2 separate regions of the Zea mays genome follow, and region 2 is linked to region 1. The links are chromatin contacts, called in public Hi-C maps. All regions are on one chromosome and are shown on one strand. The core of a region is the stretch at or near the end of the contact, and the rest is flanking DNA. Distances in the headings are between cores, read along the strand shown.

What was found. A called contact is a pair of places that touch in the nucleus more often than the background predicts.
Region 2: a Hi-C map of leaf shows a contact between it and region 1, with 5 times the contacts expected there. The contact joins the promoter of LOC100191374 here to the promoter of LOC103635621 in region 1. A contact is called at or near these places in 8 of 25 Hi-C or Micro-C datasets (bundle sheath, ear, endosperm and 2 more).

Annotation. Positions count from the first base shown.
Region 1 is chr8:103,441,195-103,444,843 of Zm-B73-REFERENCE-NAM-5.0, reverse strand. LOC103635621 (amidophosphoribosyltransferase, chloroplastic-like) reads left to right here and starts at 2,093. Exons shown (of 1, transcript NM_001323269.1): 1 at 2,093-3,649. The coding sequence starts at 2,239.
Region 2 is chr8:103,632,501-103,636,149 of Zm-B73-REFERENCE-NAM-5.0, reverse strand. LOC100191374 reads right to left here and starts at 1,703. Exons shown (of 9, transcript NM_001136808.2): 1 at 1,447-1,703; 2 at 1,144-1,200; 3 at 975-1,065; 4 at 653-813; 5 at 299-426; 6 at 81-218. The coding sequence starts at 1,600.

The DNA.
Region 1 (3,649 bases), core at 844-3,343:
TTTTTGTTAGCTTAACTTCTAAAACCACTTATTTTTGCACCCTACACGGTATTGATGATGTTTAATATATTTATTTAATTTTATGCATTATTTAACTTGATTAAGTTTAAATTATTATGAAGCATAACGTGTGGTTGGTAAATCTACCAAATCTAGATATAGCGAAGATTAGCATATGCAGCCTTAGATATAAGTTCAAACTTGTTTTCCCCTTCTTTCTTCTACTTGAATCCCACCCATCCCAATCAGGGGCGGGCCGACAAATTTAAAGGCCCTGTACTAAACTTCAAAAGAGGTCCTATTTTATAGAAAAAATATAATTGAAATTACATTGTAATAGAATTTATGTATTCTGAATTGCAAAAGGTTTACTAGATAACTCTTTTAAATCTATCTATTTTTTACGAAATTATATTGTAATAGAGTATATAAATAAACATACGTATTAATAGATGTGTTTGAAGAGCAATAGGCTAGCTATTAACTGAGTTCAGCTTAGATGATATAATGTTAGTCTGCTCATTGATGCATATTATTTAGGCTTACTATTGAGTTATGAAATTTTTTAGGCCCTCAGAATTTTGGGTCCTGCGTGGTCGCACCCGTGGCACATGCATCTGGCCCGGCCCTGATCCCAATCCATCCCTAGTATGATATGATCATACGATGTTTGTACGGATAGACGATAGACGAGGTCGCTAGGTGACACGAAAATTATGAAGTGACATTGATGGTCATACTAAGCACCATCAAGTTTAATGTGGCTACATGGCACTTGTGTTTTCATCAAAGTAACTTGCTCATCAACTTAGCCTTATTATAATAAATAACGAGATAATATACTAGCAAATAAACATCAAAACAACTTCATATAAGATTTAATCAATTCCAAATTAATTAGGCACCATAAGATATAGAATTATTTTAGGAAAACAATGAAACTAGATTCAGATTCTTTTGAGCTAAATCAAATTTTCTATGACTAAATACAACTTTAAGATTTTCAATGCATATTTTCAAAACATATAGACAATTTTCGGGAAAAAAAATATAGTTCAGTTTATCCCTTGAGCTATTGACGCGGTCCAATTTACTCTTGTAGCCGATGCGCTGACATAATATCATATTAACAAAAGCTGCCATCAAAACACGTATGGAAAACAAATGGTTTAAAAATTGAGGAGTTTAGAAAATCAGTTTCACAGAAGATGATGTGGTGGTGTGGGGGATGTGAATGAGACGAGTGCGAAAAATCGAGGGTGGTTTGAAAGAACCTTTTCGTTGGAAAGAGGAGGAAGCAATCGACTCAAGATATTTATGTGTAAGAATCTGTCTGTTTGAGAGTATAATATATTCATAATTTAATTTATTTTGAACTAATATTTAGTTTAAAATAAGTTAGGTTATATATTCTAGAGCTAGTAAAGTGATCGTTCCAGTCTTCAAACTTCATATTTTGAGCTTAATTTCATGCATGAACTAGGGAAGTTCAAGGATAGAAATAAAATGTGCTTGATAGTTTAAGGCCAAAATCGAACCCAAAGTGCAATGCAAAGTTCGAGGACTGTAATGTTTACTTCGCTAATTCTACATGAAACGGAGCCTAAAAAATATAATTTGAGGACTGAAACAGCAATTTTTAAAAGTTCAAGAATGAAATTAGACTTGAACGATATATAAGGGACTAAATAACTATTCCGTAAACAAGAAAAAAAAACAGTGATGCTGTGTTTTTAAGAAAAGAAGTAGCTGGGAGGCAGGCATTCAGATGTGGCGTGGCCGTTGTCTGCCTACTGCTGGTGGTGCGTGGGCTGATTGTAGCCGTAGGAACGAACGAGGCCATCATCGTCTTGCAGCAAAACTGGGCCTTTGTACTTGTGTATAGTTTCGTGGGTCGAGTTTTAGCACGGCCCATGCATAATTTCGTATACTCGTACTTCCTGGGGCCGTGGCCGTGGCCCATAGGCTCTGTATTGACTGTGCATTATCGAGTCAACTCATCCTGCTGGTGCTGGTCGGGTCCACAGCACTATAAATTCGGCTGACCGCAGCGACGGCAGGAGAATAGGAGATACGATTGTGCCGACCTAATCCAGCGGCAGCCAGGCACTCACCAAGGAAACCTTTTTAAATCTGGCCCCTTGACGCGCAGCGGGAGAGGCTCATCACCCCGTGTGCCCTCGCCTCGCCTCGCCCCGCCGCCCGCCCCAATCGACCAATCCCGTCCATATCAAAAAAATGGGAATTGTCGCCGCCGCCACCACCGCCGCCGCCACGTGCACGTCCCGACTCCTCCACCACCACGCAACCTATCACCGGCACCAGCTCAGGTACTCTGCGAGTCCGTTTCCTCTCTCGCTGCACTGTGGCTCCGGCCGGCGTGAGGCGGCGGCCCGGGCGCTCCTGCCCGACCGCGTCACCCCGTTCTCTTACGGCGTGGATGAGGACGCGGATGACCACCCGCGCGAGGAGTGCGGTTTAGTCGGGGTCGTGGGCGACCCGGACGCGTCGTCGCTGTGCTATCTGGGGCTGCAGAAGCTGCAGCACCGCGGGGAGGAGGGGGCCGGGATCGTCGCCGTGGGCGGGGACGGCAAGCTCAAGTCCGTTACCGGGCTGGGTCTCGTGGCCGACGTGTTCGGGGACCCGTCCCGGCTCGCCTCGCTCCCGGGTCCCGCCGCCATCGGACACGTGCGCTACTCCACGGCCGGCGCCGCCGCTTCGCTGCGCAACGTGCAGCCGTTCCTGGCCGGGTACCGGTTCGGGCAGGTCGCCGTGGCGCATAACGGCAACCTCGTCAACTACCAGGCGCTACGGAACAAGCTCGAGGCCAGGGGGTCCATCTTCAACACGTCCTCGGACACGGAGGTCATCCTCCACCTCATCGCGACGTCGCTGTCGCGGCCCCTGCTCGCCCGGGTCTGCGACGCCTGCGAGCGCCTCGCGGGGTCCTACTCGCTCCTGTTCCTCACGGCCGACAAGCTCTTCGCCGTGCGCGACCCACATGGGTTCCGCCCGCTGGTGATGGGCCGCCGCCGGAACGGCGCTGTCGTCTTCGCGTCGGAGACCTGCGCGCTGGACCTCATCGACGCCACCTACGAGCGCGAGGTGGAGCCCGGGGAGGTGGTCATGGTCGACCGCCGCGACATGTCGGTCGCCTCGGCCTGCCTCCTCCCGCACCGCCCCCGGCGCGCCTGCGTGTTCGAGCACATCTACTTCTCGCTGCCCAACTCGGTGGTGTTCTCGCACGCCGTTCACGAGCGCCGTACCGCCTTCGGACAGGCGCTGGCCGAGGAGTCCCCTGCCCCGGGCGCCGACGTCGTCATCCCGGTGCCTGACTCGGGCTTCTACGCCGCGCTCGGGTTCGCACGCGCGTCGGGGCTCGAGTTCCAGCAGGGTCTCATCCGTTGGCATTACAGCGGCCGCAGCTTCATCCAGCCGACGCAAGCGATCCGGGACCTCGCCGTGAAGCTGAAGCTCGCCCCCGTGCGCGGCGTCATCACCGGCAAGAGCGTCGTTGTCGTGGACGACTCCCTGGTGCGCGGCACCACCTCGAGCAAGATCGTGCGGCTGCTCCGAGACGCCGGCGCGCGGGAGGTGCATATGCGGATCGCGAGCCCACCAGTTGTGGGCTCCTGCCTCTATGGCATCG
Region 2 (3,649 bases), core at 454-2,953, 190 kb before region 1:
GAAAGTTTAACATGATGTGGAAATGCATATCAACATCGTAAATATTGCTACCTAAATTTTAAAGTTAATGCTGGCTGTACCTTGTTCAGGTAAATTAACTGAATAATTATGCATGTAGCTGAAACAGTTGCAAACAGCCAAGTCTGGAAATAGCCAGCCTGGTTTATGCCCTCAATTGTAAGCTTGATAGCAATGCCTACTGCCTTGATGCTCATTACCTAACCAAAGGACAGGCAAAGAAACACATAAAAACCAAAACGAAGTTGGTCTCAAAGGTATGCCCATGGACATCATTTACCGTCAAAGATCCTATCACTGAGCAAATTCCCACATACACCACGATGTTTGTCTGGCCATAACGGGGTGCACAGTGAAATATCAAGATCAGTGAGATAGTCAATGCAGAAGCCGCATAACAAAGAAAGGCTGCAGAAAACAAGGAGACATACATTACACAATGCATGTCAAAATCCAACAGGTTTGTTCTGGTGACTCAACATGAGAATGCATCAGTCAATAGTTTTAATAAATAGACTATGAATTAGGTAAACTATATGAAAAAACGTGAACAATTTTATCTTCAAAACATGTTCTTTTTAGGATTTACAAACATATAGGAAAAGAAATTTTTGATCGAGATAGTAGGGCATACCAGGTTGTGTTGCCAACTGCCAGATCTGTGTCACTGAGCTTGGTGTCTCTTCTTCAGGTGCATGGAGGATGATTATGGTTGACCCGATTATACAGAGCACACAGCCCAACACACCCATCCGCTGCAGCTTCTCATTCAGGGTGAAATGGGCTAGAACAGCACTGCTCCATAGACCATAGAGATCATATACAGGAGCATGTACATGTTTTTTTAAAGAAAAGGAAAGAAAATACACAAAATATTTAACCATATCCACTCTCCACATGACCACATGATATATAACAGATTAAGTCATTTAGCAATCACATATTCACAATCCTACCTGACAATTATGCTGAGCGCACCAAGAGGGGTGACAAGAATAGCTGGCGCAAACATGTAGGCCACAAAATTGGCAATCTCCCCAATCAGCACTGCAAAGTTTCGAGCATTTCAATTATTTCAGCCAGATACCGTAAAGAATGAGCTAGCCAAAGGAATCAGGAACTTACTCGTAACCATCCCAATCCACCACAGTGGCTCCAAGAGGTACCCATAGCCTCCAACACCTGCAAATTCCATCACCAACGCAAATTCACAAACGTTCGTCGAAGGGAGGAGGAGAGAACAACGAACTGGTCATGAACAAGTCTGACTTTTCAATTGTTCGTCACGTAGACGACACCGAATGCTAAAAATCGAATAAAACGAAGAATTCGACGCGCCCCCAAGATTCCGAATACGACGGAAGTAACAAGAGCGAGAGAAAGAGAGGAGGCGCCTTTCGGCCGCTAATGATGGAGGGGGGCGTGTACCTGCGCGGGCGCCGGCGGTGGCGGCCCGGCGTAGGCCCTTCTTCTTGACGATGAAGCTGACGCCAATGAAGGCGGAGGAGGCAACCGCAAGGAGCGCGCCCGTGAGGTTGGCAGCGAAGAGGTCGCCGGCGGCGTTCGAAGGGGCGGGAGTCATCGACGGTGTGCAGCAGCGACGGCGCGATGCCGACGCATTTGGGGCAGCCGGGCCAGGTGTGGATTTGGAAATGGAGGCTGGGATCTGTTTTTTTTTATTGTTGTGGTTGTGTCATGTTTGCGAGGTTGGAGGAATTTTTTTATTATTAATCATTTTTAAAATAACCCCATCTCATTTTTATTTCTATTTCTAACCCTCAACGTGTATATGGCATGTTCACATGCATTGACGTGGCACTATTAGTGGATAGCGATTTTTAACACTCTCATTGATACAATGACACTAATAGCGAGGCTGTTCGCTGCTGCTGGGTAAATGTCTACGGTACTATCTCGCGAAATAAATGTCGAGTCATATATATATATACACTACATATATACACTAGTGAGTATGAATTTACCTCATAACCATTCCATGTATGTATGAGTCACCCGTACCTACAGAGATTAAACATTAATCAAAATAATATATTATACAAGCGTGAAATATATCTATCTAAATACTATTACAAAATTTCTAACATTGTTCATTCATCCATTCAACAACATTATGGATAATTGAATAAAGTAGCAACACTATAATAGTACAACAAAACATATTACATGTTCTATTATATGGTCATCAAATATTTGTTAAGCCTTCTATAACATTGTTATTCAAAATGTTGTTAAATAGTCAAAATAAATGGATGATCGAAGTTTAAATTCTTTTATTGCGGTCGTTAAAATGGTAAAAAATAATACAAAATTTTAGGAATATATTAATCACGTACAGTGTTTGTTGTATTAGAAAAATTATATTCTTCTTGTATGATGTTAAATAGAGATTTTTTTCATACGAAAGTTGTAGCTCTTATAAGATTTATGTTTTTGAATTCTTTTTATTTAAAATTATTAACATACTTAAGATAAATAATATAGATTTTTAGTGATATAGTCTCGGGTGACGGAAGGATCGTACCATTCGAGCCTTTTTTCATGTTTTTTCTATATTTTTCTTGTATGGTGTCAAATGAGAACAATTTTTGTATGAATGTTGTAGCACTCGATGAAATCTACAACTTTATAATTTGTATTTTTATTTAAGATCATTAAGATACTAGACAATTAATATAAACTTTTAATAGTACATTCTCATACTTTCAAGCATAATTTGTCATCTCGTGTAATGGGGGACTTAGCGTTGGATCCAATTTCCGATCACATGCATAGAATTAAGCTCGAGCTCCATGTGTTGAATCCTCTTCATAGGCGCGAGAACAATCTCACAATATGTCAACGTTGGGTCACTCATCCACTCAATTCGTGGAATCGAACACTGAGCATGAATTCTGGAAAGTTAGGGTCTGTGATTTTCAACATAGAACCAACACATATGCCGGTTTTTATGGTAAGTTTTCAAGGGATAGTCTAGGTCGGGGGTAGAGGAAGAACATATGTTGAATGAGGGAGAATGACGAACTCCCCTAAGTTTGCTTCATAGAGATGGGCAAATATGGCTATGTGCAAGATGAAGTTATGATTAAGATGGATGAGCTCGATTTGGTATTAATGCAACATATCCCTAATTACAGGTAGGTTGAAGACCAAATTTGTGTAAGAAAAAATTGAAGAAAGACCACTATTTGGTCGGCATCGGGCATTGAGAAGGAATCATTGCCTAGAATCTTCCACTAGATGATATTCTTCTATTGGAGGAGCCCTATCGCCACTAAGGTCCTTAGATACTTGGTTTCGATCACCAACGAATGCCTCGAACTCACAGGTGCAAAATGGTCATGAATGTGATCAAGGTCTGACGACGGTGGCGTAATCTGGGGTTTTCGAAGTGCTCAGGAAGTTGAATCAGTGGCGAAAATGGGAGTGCTAGAAAGTAAAGGGCACATGCAAGCCTAATATAACACCCCAGGATCCACAAACACCCCAGAATGCTACTAAACTACACATCTAACATTCATATATAAAATTTTGACAACATCTCCTTTGAAAATTGCATAAACAGGGAAGCAACAAAATATAAATAGATATCATGATAAAAAACATAATATAC